Regions from separate parts of the Mus musculus genome. Here region 1 is linked to region 2. Evidence: chromatin contacts called from public Hi-C data. All regions are on one chromosome and are shown on one strand. The core of a region is the stretch at or near the end of the contact, and the rest is flanking DNA. Distances in the headings are between cores, read along the strand shown. Region 1 has its middle 16 kb from the start of Gm32035. Region 2 has its middle 6.6 kb from the start of Gm23443.

Region 1 (6,372 bases), core at 746-3,245, 330 kb before region 2:
AGTATTTATTGAGAACGGTGTCTCTAGGCTGTAAAGAAACAGAAAACATGTCATTCGTTCATCATTGAAGACAAATAGAGGAATTACTTTCTCATTAAGGAAATGTGTGTGTGTGTGTCTCTGTGTGTGTGTGTGTGTAAGGAAGTAGAGGAGAAGTGAACTATTTGGTGGTAAAGTCAAAAGGAATGAGCCAGCATGCTTTTTAGTTGCTGTGCTATTAATCTGTACTGTGCTATTTAATCATTCTAACTGTCTTGAGAGGAAGCTGCAATTTCTTTGAATGTCAAATGAAGTTGAAGCTGTATCTAGCAAAGTGGTAGTGGTAGACTTATTCTACAAAGCCAGCTGTTAGTGCACTGGAATTGTCTTTCAAACTATTACAACTTATTTATATTACTTAGAACAACATTTATTCAACAAAAATTCATGAGCATTTACCAAGTGCTCAGAACCATTCTGAAGCTGCAAATCAAAACACACTAAATAGCCATTCTCATACTGCAATAGGAGAAATGCAATAACAGTAGAGAGATGCTGTGCCAAGTGGTGATAGATAACATGATGCTGAAAAGGAATTAAAGAGCAGAGGGCTTGCTAAGAGTTAGGGGAACAACAGCAAATACCACCAATAGCATAGTGGAGTAAGTCTTCATAAACACACTTTGCATTTCATAGTTGATTCAAAGTATTATTGGCTTACCTCTGACATTTGTAGCTTGGACAATGTCTACTTTCTGCTCTCCATTAGAGTAAGCAATGATGTGGCAAAATCTGCTCATAAAATAAACCTTGTTTGAGCTCTTCCTAGGGCTTCTTGAGTTGTAGTAACAAAACCTTTAGGTAGCAGCTGACAGCATTATGCTAATCATTGGCCCCGGCTCATGCTTGTTTAACACTATAGAGACTTCCATAAAAGCTATGTGTTCCTGATTCCTTCTACGAACAGTGTTGATACTCCAGCCCTTTAGGACAGTCCTCGATCAATTATTAAACATGTCACTGAAACTTCCCATTTTCCTGGAACAGTGTCAAAGAAAGACTCCAAGGTAACTCCCAAGGTAACTTGTCTCAGGGTAGAAATGTGAGTTCACTTTGGACAGGTGTGTCCTTATCTACATGTGGAATCAGAGTGCCCTGGGTTCTGACAGGCTGCCCCATTGTTAGCTTTATCCCACTGTCTCTGCTATTTAACTATAATTTGAGTGTACAAGGATTTAAGCCATATAAGTAACCCATTTCTATTCAAAGAAGACCTATCTGTTCAACAAAATTTAGCACCAAGTATGTACTGTAGTTGGCCCAGGACTCAGTGCTTTTAAGTCTACCAAAAGTAGATAAATTGATTGCCATAATGCGTTTATGGAGATAAAAGCAATACAACCCCAGAGAGTTTTTGGACACACAGATGGCCTTGTAGACAGAATGATACTTATGATAAGAATTTAAAATTTTATACACGTGGGGGAAATTACAACAGAAATTAATTGTGAAACTTGAACTAAGACCTAATGAAAACAAAGCACTTGAGTTAAGGAAGCTATTCCCAATATGGCAAGTGTCATCCAGGAAGACTGGACTTCTATGCACACATAGGACAAAGAATAAATGTCAGCCTGACTAAGTCAGGTAGCTCCGTGTATTGGGAGAAACCAGGTCAGACAGACAGTTGGGACTATTTCATCTAGGTTTGCTCCAGCAGTTAATAGAAACAGCTGTCTACCTTTGAATTTGAGACTCATTCAGAAAAATGGGAACATGAAACCATTCCAGAAAACATTCATCATGACTGGTATCATGCATAGGTCATCCTATCAAAACTACACTCTGATCCATGCAGCCACTATGACCACTATGACATTGAATCTTGTGACAACAGCTTCAACTCCTATGGTCCTAACAGAATTAATTAGCTCATCCCTCCATCCCAATAGACCAGTTATGTGAGGAGTGTCTGTAGGGCCAGAGGCCCTTCTGAGAGAGTTTATGAATCATGGTGCTTTAGGTAGGTGACTCTTGGGTGACTAACACACCCATATTCGGGATTAAGCAGTAGTCTGACTCATAGGTTTAAGGCAAAGGAGACAGACAGAAACTTAAGGCAGGAATGCCAGGATTTCATTCGGCTTTTAGTGGCCTTCTGGGACTAAGGAAGGAATCAGTGCTCTTTAGCAAAAGCAGTTCCTAAGTACTTGTTACAAAACCGGAAAGCCCTGGTAAGGTGGACTTAATTGCTTATTTCACACTTGGAATAAATCAGTCTGGTCTTTCCCCTCCCCCTCTCTGATTTTGGCTCAAATAGGGCCTTTATTGCTGCAGCACTACTTCACCTTCAATGAAGGGAAGCATTAAGGTCACAAGCATACAAACCACACCACATTTTTTGGCAATGATCCTTGTTCTAAAACTTCCTATTCAAAGACCACTTTTCTTCCCTTTCCCCTTCTACTTCTGATGTACTTTTTGTTTCTTTTCTCCAAAACAAACTTGCGTATAAATGAAAAATAATCATCAACCTTACCAGACCCGACCCCAGCCATGGGTCCTGATTCTGGGGTTGAACATTCTCCTTCCTTAAGAGAAGAATGACAGAGTATACTGAGAAATGAGAAAAATGAATTTATTTATAGTTTTTACCAAAAATCAGGATAGAGACATTTTCTACCTTCTTCTGCCTTGCTCACGATACAGTCACATATTACAGAAAAGACAAGCAAAACCAGGGAATATGGATTCAGAGAAGGCAGGGCCCTCAGCTTCTGGGCCCATACTAGCAGCTCATTCTTACTGCCTGCATAGAAGAATTCTGATTTTAGTTCCCCAACAGCTCTTCCATTTTACAGAGATACTAAGCATCTTCTATTCCATTTGTAGTTCCTTTGAGCTTTTTGGGTCACTCTGAAACTTGAGGGAAAGGCACCTTGGAGAAGAGATGGAAAATGAGTTGGTTGCCCTGTGACCCATTCCCTTCCTAGCCTGCAGGTACTTCAGGCTTCTCTAATAAATTTGGCAAGGAAGTAGAGGGAAGGCATATTTGCCCCACCTCCCTGATTCCCTGGAAATCTCTGTCTGAAGCTAGGCTTGTGGCTAGCATGTTATAATAGCATGTTAATAGCATGTTAATAGCATGTTATAGGTGGCTTCAGAAGCCACCAGATAAAAAGCAGATTCTGCATTTCATTGCTTTTTCTAGCAAACCCTCTCCTTTCCTCATTATTCCTCTACATACTTGTGTTAAATTATAAGAACAACACTTGCCTATGTTTTTAATTTGAATGTCATATTAACACATTGAAACCCTGTTTTGGGATCTTAATGAAGCAGATGATTTAAACAAATCATCTCTCCTTCAAAACTCACAAATTCTGCCTCATTGTTCAGGGAATTTTTAAACCATTATCCCTGGACAGTCTACAGGGCTTCATTTCAGTACCAGAGCATCTGTACAAGTGCTTTTGTGTGCTTCTTCCCTTTAATTTATATAATCTCTCTCTCTCTCTCTCTCTCTCTCTCTCTCTCTCTCTCTCTCTCTCTCTCTCTCTCTCTCTGAATGCTAAAATCCAGGATTCTAAAAATACAGATGTTAACAAGACAGTTTGAAGCTAGCCTCTAATATCTATCCCAGGCTTGAGCCGAATCCTGAATCTCTGTGTAAGGAGGAAAAAGAGAAAGTGTAGGATTCCTTTCTCCCTCAGATGGAGGGGTGGGTCCTAATGTTCATTGCTGCTGATGTAGAACTCAGCCTAAATGATATAGGACGTGAGGGGGCGGCAGCCAGTACAAAACAGTGAAATAAATTACCATATATATCATGTTCTGGTGGGTAAGATAGAAGTGATGTGTGTAATGAATCAAAGCTGGAAGCAGCTCTGGCGCGTGGTGATAGTGAGAGAGACAGAGTTCCTGGGCTTAGATTCAGCTTCAGAGGGCTCTGCATGAGCAATGTGTGAGTAAGCAGAAACCACTCACTGTAATGTGACAAGGGAGGACATTTGTGAGGGCACAGGAGACCTTACGTTATTGTAGTGGGGATCTGTTATTTTGCCAGCCCAGCACTCTGATATTCCAGTGGGGATCGTCTCCCCTGATCCAGGCAGCCTTGGCTGTACTCACTTAAGGACCGTCTTTGTCTCTGCTGAGCTGTTGAGAGGCCACATAATCCAGGGCGAACCAGACTTCCTCTCTTCCTGAATGTAAATTGAGCAGAGTGATACTGCCTTGGAAGTATGGTGTACCTAGTGCATCCTGGCAGAGCGTTGAAAAGATGCTCCATGTGTCAGCCTGGCTCCTTCTTGGGCCATGATCGTTCTGGCTTTCTATTATGAAGATTACCATATACATTTAAAAGAGATGTTTTAAAAATGATTTTTATTTTCTCCTTTAGTTGGCTGGGATGAGTTTATTTGGCTCGTATGAGAATATTCCAATTATTGAAAAATTCAGTCCTTGGGCTGAGCATGCTGGTATAGTGGGTAAGCATTCAGTTAGCTTCAAGATTGTCATCATAATTCCCATGCAGTTAGATGGGAAGAGAGACAGAGACAGAGAGATAGAGACAGAGAGACAGAGGGAGGGGAGGGGAGAGGAGAGGAGACGAGAGGAGAGGAGAGGAGAGGAGAGGAGAGGAGAGGAGAGGAGAGGAGAGAGAGACACATGGACACAGAGACAGAGACAGACAGAGAGACAGAGACAGGCAGAGAGAGAATAAAATGGAAGGAGAGGGAGGGGGTTAGGTTAGAATTGAATTGGGATCCTGTTCTAAGGGCTTCAACAAGGGAAGAATGCAAGGCCAACTATGGATCCCACAGCACATTTCAGAAGCTACTTACAGGGAGAATTTGGAGTCTCCTCTGACTCAGCCTCCTCATGTGTCAAGCAGGGGTGACCATTATTTAGTCCTAGAAGTGAGAGTTAGGTCGGATAACACTGGATGGGCCTTGGTACATGGAGGAAACTTATTAAAGGCTGATACTCTTTTCCCTCTTGAGTCCTCTCTGTCTCCCTTGTCTGGTTTTAATAAGGCTAGCAGATTAAACAGTACACTGAAATGAGATACATTTGTTTCAGGGTTTTTCCACAAAGTGACTTTCCACAGAGATGGTAATGGAAGCATCTAGAGGCAGGTATGTGTTTCTCCTTTTGGGAAATTTTCCTTTGCATGAATTATTTTGTTTGCAGCAAGCAGGAGAAAAGCCTTCAGAAATTCACTGACTTATAGATGATGGCATCACAATACGTTCATGGAGTTCATGGGCCAGGCCTGACTGGAGAGTGGGTACAAATTATATCTCATTTACACTGCTCCATCTCATTAACTCTAAAACTCCAGTTGCTAATGAACAATTAATCCCCTACTCATGTTTTCTTCCAGGGCCCGGTGAGAGCTTAGGCATGCTCCCTCCCAGGTATTCCACAAATGAGTACTGCACCCATTGTTGTCCTCGAGTTTCAGGGTCTCCCGTGGACTTTGACATTATTAATTTAACATGCCAAGAGTGTCTGGCTTGTGTGCTCCACAGCAATCTTACTTGCCAGAGTCACCTGCATCTGTCTCTTTATGGACCTTTTTGATGTTCAAGGCCAGTCAGCCTGAACTAAGGATGAGAATATGAATCAACAGAGGTCATGCTGTGACTTGTAATATCCACACACTTCTATACTTATGGATCCTTTATACAATTCTGTCATTCTTATCACTAAATGTATAAGTTATGTGTGTGTGTGTGTGTGTGTGTGTGTGTGTGTGTGTGTGTGTGTGTGTATGTGTGTGTAAAGTGAGGGGATACTTAGCAAGACAGTGTTCTTTACTGACATATTCTACATTTCAGAGATATCCTGTAAAGACTCAAACTCTGGACCCTTTATTATGACACGTGCCATATTTTTTAGGGAGAGTTAAATCAGTGAATATTGTCTCAAGTGACTTATCTATCATTCCTTCAGCCTCGATTTGACTGAAATTCTATACTATAATCAAAGTGAGCTATTACAACTATAATCCTTTAATGAGTCAAGAAAGTATTGATAACATGTTTTTCTTTCTTTAGCAGAAAGATTGGCTGATATCAATATACCATAATCTTTATGAACAGAGAAGAGAAGTTAAAAGCAAGGTTTCCCAGAATGTTACTCAAAAGAGACACATTCTTTTGATCACAAAAGTTTGATGGGAATGTAGCTGCTCTGATTAACTCACTCCAATATAATTTCTTCAATTAGATATTGAAAAAACACATTCTATCAAATGAGAACTAAGTGGCAGGGAGATGGCTCAGATGGTAAAGATAGGAGCATTGCCAGACCAGTAACCTGAGTTCCATTACCAGAATCTCCCAAAAAAGCTGCATGTGGTGCATGCTGTGTGTAATCTCAATC
Region 2 (6,383 bases), core at 902-3,401:
GTATGTTTTGCGTAGTCGGTCATCATTGGAAGGAGAGGCCCTTGGTCCTGTTTTATGCCCCAGTATAGGGAAATGTCAGGGCCAGGAGTCAAGAGTGGGTGGGTTGGGGAGTGGTTGGGGGGGGGGCAAGGAGAGAGGATAGGGGCTTTTTGGAGAAGAAACTAGAAAAGTGGATAACATTTGAAATGTAAATAAAGAAAATATCTAATAAAAAATACCAACTGGAAAAAAGTTTCTATTTTAAATGTTTTTTTTTTTTTTTGTCTGTTTAACTCTTTCACTTCGCAAGCTACCCCTCACCCAAATGATTCTCTATCCCTAACACTGCTGCTCTGGTACTTCAGTATGAATTTCTCCCACTTGGAGAAGGAGCAGAGAAGGAATCAACATCAATCTTGGCTCATTATAGTATTAAAAATGTTGAAAAAATTATTTGAGTCCAGGTCACATATTACTGTCCGTGTTTTGTCATGCAATTACAATTCAATTTTATACTTGCAAAAAGACTCTATTTTTGTTTTTGTCATTTAAAGTTTTCAGAAACTACACCAAATCCCCCCAAATTATACACAGGACAGAACTAAATTATGTATTTTAGTGCAGCTTGACAATTATGTTAATGTAATTAGAATTCATGAATATAGTATGCAAATCGAAGTTTCAAGAACTACACCAATAACTGTTCTTAAGACAATGGTTGAGTTCTGAAATTCTTTGGAGGTTTGCTGTGACATTAAGTCTCAGGAAGAATGTCATTGTTCAATGATAAAGTTGTTTTAAATACTGAATTGCCAATACTTCAATAATTTGTACATTTTCTTCTTGAGAGTGACATATTTCATGTAAAGAACAGAAAACATATAACAGTCTATGCAATGGAAAGGTTTAAACAATTTGTATGTGGAAAAGGTTTTTAGTGCTGTATCTTTCATATGAAATGGCCTTCCTTTTGGAACACAAAATCAAACACTGTATGAAAAGCAGCTTTAGCAAATAAATGTTGATTTTGCTCTAATAGACATAGTAACAGAGAAACTAGCATGAAAGGTAAGAGGGACCTGGAATCCTGACGTTCCTTCAGCCTTAAACCATATACCTTTCTTGACTCAATCACTGTGACTCCTCCACTCAAGGTCACCTATTTGACCCTCCAGTGTCTAAATCTTCAGAGACCAAGAACTGAGCAGTGAGGGAAATAAAATATGAACAGAAAGACCCAGATTGTTTCTCTTCATGATCTTTTCTATTTTACAATCACATATGAAACCAAAACCTTTTCATTTCAGAAAAAAAAAAAGACGTAGAGAAAAAAAATAGAAGTTAAAAATAATCATGTTACCATCACATACCCCTTTGATTAGAGTTTGAATTCTGTGAAAATTGTTGTTATTTTTAAGGTATAGTGCACATAATGTGTATATTGTTTTTCTTCTTCTTTTTCAAACAAACAAAAGTGATGTATGGGGCTGGAGAGAGACTGCTCTTCAGGAGGTCCTGAGTTCAATTCCCAGCAACCACATGGTGGCTCAGCCATCTACAATATGATCTGACGCCCTCTTCTGGTGTCTGAAGACAGCTACAGTGTACTCATACACATAAAATAAATAAGTCTTTTTTAAAAAGTGATGTATGATTTCCGATTGTATCAAAAATAATGTTTAATATAAGCAATTACTCATCGATCTCAGTCAGCAGGCATAAGGTCAAAACTGACCAACTGCTTCAGAATATCACATTCCTTCACCGTAGAGACAAAAGCAGCAAGTGAGAAAGCTTCCCACCCTTTATTTATCAAGTTAGAACATTCTCCGAGATATCTTTGTTAAAAAACACCAACAACAAAATACAAAAACAATAAACAATAGAGTAAATGTGCTTCTTCAGTTAGACTAAGACAATTATATCAGAATAGTTAGAACTTTTATTACTTTTGCTCCATTCAATTATGTAATAAAGTTATGGATTTTGCTTTCATATAAATTATTGTCGATTATATTATCTTCTCAACTAAAAACTCTGATTGATGGCATTGGGTAGAGTTTGAATGAGTTGCTCTACATTAGCTTAATTAAATAAATGAGTGTGTTGGCAGAGAGCTGATACTGATTCATTTCTGCCAGAAGAGCTTCGGGTCACATACCTCTGGTGTTGCAATGAGATCATTTGAAGGGTGAGTCACTCACTGGCTAGGAATCTGTATCTTTAACCACTGCCTAACCTTCTGGTGAGAAGAAATGTCCCAAATGAGAACATCTCTGTGGAGCAGGTCCTCTTTGACCCAGCAGTTCTAGAGATTCATGTCTATAGTTCTATGGAATTTTCTACTTAAATTTGTCCTTCATTATACATAGATGACTATCATGGCAAGGTTTCCTTTCTGAGGGAGGAAGCAGAGAGCTTTAAGCTGTGCCAGCAGCATTGGGGACGCAGCTACCAGATGGGGATGTGGGATAGCAGGACTTTCGGGACTTTGCATTTCTTCTTGTGGGTGAGGAGTCTGGATTATGCCTTTGACATCCTGCCCTGTACAGCAAACTGCCTGCTGCCCATTGACTTTGGGTTGGCAATCTGCATGCCAAAGTCCAGCTACTACAAAGCAGGATTTATTGTCATGGCTATCTAAACTAGCCCTTGATTGCTTTTCTATTCCGGTTGGCATCATTACCATCTTGTCAGTCACCTCAGTCATAAAGCTGGTAGTCACAGCTCCCTTCCCCTCACTCTTTATGTTTAATCATCTGTAAACTCTGGCCATTTCCTCCCCTACACAGGCCTCAAGGAAGGGCTCTCTCTAAACCCTGTATTTTGACTTGTCTCATACTTGATTATATTCTTTTAACAAGCTCTTACTTAGTCCCTTTGTTTCCAAACTTTTCCACTTAAATCAGTGGCTTTAAAATGACTTTCTGAGCAAACCTAACTTCTCTTGATAGAAACCTTTAATCCTTTCTGCCATTTGGGCAAATGTTCAGAAATTATGGTCCTTTAACCATCTGCTTGATGTCTCCCTGAGGATGGGAGCGCAAGTACAGGCTGCTGTATTACAGCACTTAGAAGCAGACCCTAGTAGGGGCAAAGCCCAGAGATGTGGACCACAAACAAGCTCTCAGGGTGATTTCTTAGCTTCTACAGATAAAATCATCTTCTTGCCCTGGTACAGTGCATACCTACCTTTCTGACCTACAAAGTGTGAATTGCTCTCAGCTGCCACCTTGGGAGAGACTATCATACTCTTGCCTTTGTATAGTATTTCTTTGAGATTTCCTACCCCCAACCAGCTTCTTGAAGTTCTCATCATCATGGCACTGTCAGGTACCTTGGTCTCCATTTATTTTGACATTCAGATGTGATCTCTGACCAGTAGCTTCCAGCTGCTGGATATTTTTAATGAAATGGGATATCAAGACCTACCCTAGATGCACAGAACAAGGATATCTATAATAACAAGCTAACTGGAATAGGGATTGTGTGCAGGATTTTGCTTGAGAATCCTACTTTGGGAAAACTTACTGATCTCTTCCCTTGGACAACACTTAGTCAATACTCCAAGTGTGCTCTGTGTGTTATAGCAAACACTGGGCTTCTGGTGGGAAGAAAGAAAGGTTTGGGTTTTGTTCATCTCTTTATTTTCAGTTGTTTCCATTGTTTCTGGCACACTGAGTGGCTCAACAAATGTTTGTTTATTTAAACTGGACTGACCTGTAGGTCAAGCTGGAACTGGAAAGCTGCAGCCAGGGTGAAATGTCCTTCTGCACAGATGGGTTGCACTTTCAGTTTTGGATGCTCTTGCTTTTGGCTGGGCTGTTGCAGATTTTGATTCCTCTTTCTAAATTCACAGATGGTCTTGAGCATTTACTCACAGATAGTGGATGGCTGCCCAGTGTGAATTGCTATGGGCCAGACAGCTGGGCTTCCCTGTTGGGTACCAGCCAGGCCCTGCTGATTGAAACTTCCTTCAGGGGACTCAGTACTGTTTCTCTTTCCTGGAAGAGTCTTATTATAGTTCAGGTGTGTGTGTGTGTGTGTGTGTGTGTGTGTGTGTGTGTGTGTGTGTGTGTGTGTGAGAGAGAGAGAGAGAGAGAGAGAGAGAGAGCACCAGGCAGAGAACCAGAGCCACAGAGGCAGACAGAAACAGAAAGATGGAACATTAGAATGTTGCACACCATGTATAAGAATGTCTAGGTGACTGAAGTTGCGTCTTCTGATTTTAGCTCAAAACTGTTCAGCATGAAGACCTGTGACTTCACTTCAATGTTTTACTTTCTATTCCTTCCCTAGAATGCTCACTAAACTATAAAGTATATAAAGGCTCAGCTGTTAATATTTTCACAGCATTATGTCTTCTAATATCTAGCATTAATTTGAAATGAATGAACAACATGGAAAGTAAGAAAATGGGTTATAGACACTTTTCTCATGTATTCATTATATATCGGCTGTATTTAGTTGCAACAAGCTTAGTCTTTTCTCTAAAATTATTCTTTAGAAAAATTATATAATTATAATAAGTGTTTAGTATTACTGTTTATAATGCCTTTACACATGAGATGATTCCTTTCTAAGGATATTAATTGTATCATTGAGTTAACATTTCTTGACATCCTAAAGAAGAATAGCAGATATAATATGGTAGACTACAGACTTGATCTGGTGCCTGAGTATTGGAATGGTGAGGGGTTGAGCGAAGAGAGAGAAAAATAAAGAATATTCTTGGAAACTTAGTATTTAAATGTTTCGGGTTGGGTGAGGACAGAGTAATTTGCCACAGGACTTGCAAGACTTGGTTTTTCTGGGTGTCTTACAGGTGATACTTTTCTCAGTACTGATTTGTGCTCTTAGGACTTTTAAGGTTCTTTAAATTTACAACTGATGGTAGAGTGAACCTATCTGTGTTCAAACACTAATTCTGGCACTTGAAAAATTTTATGTCTCTGGTAAATAACTGATCAATTTTAATATAAATTACATATGATATAAACACCTACCTGGGTTTTTGGAAATTACTGACTTTATATTATTGGCCATCATATATACAGCATTGGCATACACCAAATAGACTTTCATGTTTATTATTTAATTTTGAAACTTTATTTTACTAAGTTGTAAATGTTAATTTTTAAGACTAATGCTATATCAATGTTTTTTTAAATACTACATCAATATGTAGGTGTACTAAAATACCCATTACCTGTTAAAAATCAATTATCTTTTAGTGAAGCTTTCCAGTGTCCCTAACGTGATTTGTCGATCCTACGTCTGTCCTCCAATTCACATTGTGTGACCTTCATTTTAGAATTATATTGAATTCCTTATTGTATGTATAAAGTTTTTCTTTGCTTCTTTGTTGTGCTTAATGTCATAGGTAGCAAAGCCTATGCCCTATGTCCATCTGCTTCCCTACAGTCCTGAAATTCTACATCAAAACTCACAGACACATCGAGTTTTCATACAGATTTTTAAAAACTCAAACAGACTAAAAGCTGTCTCACTTACTACTGCCCGACTACTGCATGACTAGTGAGCTTTGATCTGGGTTCTTCTGTTTCTGTAACTAGGAACTGGAGATGGTAGTAAACCTATCTCTTTCTGTTGTGTGTACATTGAACAAAGCCAAAGATTAAAACATAATGGATGATTTACATATTATCCATTTTTTTAATATTTTTTTCATTTGAGTATTCATACTTTCTTTTTGTGTTTACTGGATGTCAAATAAGCCCCAACTGAGAAACTTGGTTGTGATAATTCACTTGAACCATTCTCGGATACAAGATACAAGAGAAAAATACTGTTGAAGGTAAGGCTTTAACTTAAAAAACATTTTTTTTTTTTTTTTATTTTTTGATGGAGAGTTTAGGATGCAGGAGGTAGCAACCATCAGGGTATTTTTGGATGCAGTTGGATGACAAACCTGTAACAGATAATTTATATTGAAGCTGCTTATGTTGCATGGAAGAGGGTTCAATGTGCTAAGCACATACTTCTTTATCACCAGATGATTCATTGAAAATCACAGTTTGTGATGATCTTCCTACAGGAAGGCTTGTGGATCATAAAAACATCATAGAAGAAAACTCCATGATGAATATTCTTTATGCCAAAGACAGACATTTGTATTAGCTTCACACATCCCTATATTGTGCATTAAAATTATGACAGAATTGATGATTCAAATGAGACCCAAGGAAGGGTAAATGTCAGCATTTCTGATAAGCTATGAAATAGTAGCTTTTGATAAAAAGAAAAACAAAAAAACAAAAAACAAGCAAACAAGACCAGGAAATTCAAGCATGACACTGCATGCCCACAATCTCAATTATCAGGAGCCTGGAGCAGGGGAATTACTGCAATTTTAGGCCATTCTGGATTCTATAAATTCAAAG

What was found. Hi-C and Micro-C count contacts between places; a contact is called where the count stands out from the background.
Region 1: a contact with region 2 is called in a Hi-C map of adipose-derived mesenchymal stem cells, with 2.2 times the contacts expected there. The contact joins two enhancer-like sites.

What each region holds. Positions count from the first base shown.
Region 1 is chr4:93,877,209-93,883,580 of GRCm38.p6, reverse strand. No RefSeq gene overlaps it. Among named protein-coding and RNA genes, the nearest start is that of Gm32035, 16 kb to the right of the region's middle. Within about 2 kb of position 1,995, at least 34 of the 459 cell types and tissues checked have an H3K27ac peak or open chromatin away from gene starts, as enhancers often do. A contact at or near this core is called in adipose-derived mesenchymal stem cells, where this site is marked.
Region 2 is chr4:93,548,734-93,555,116 of GRCm38.p6, reverse strand. No RefSeq gene overlaps it. Among named protein-coding and RNA genes, the nearest start is that of Gm23443, 6.6 kb to the right of the region's middle. Within about 2 kb of position 2,151, at least 46 of the 459 cell types and tissues checked have an H3K27ac peak or open chromatin away from gene starts, as enhancers often do. A contact at or near this core is called in adipose-derived mesenchymal stem cells, where this site is marked.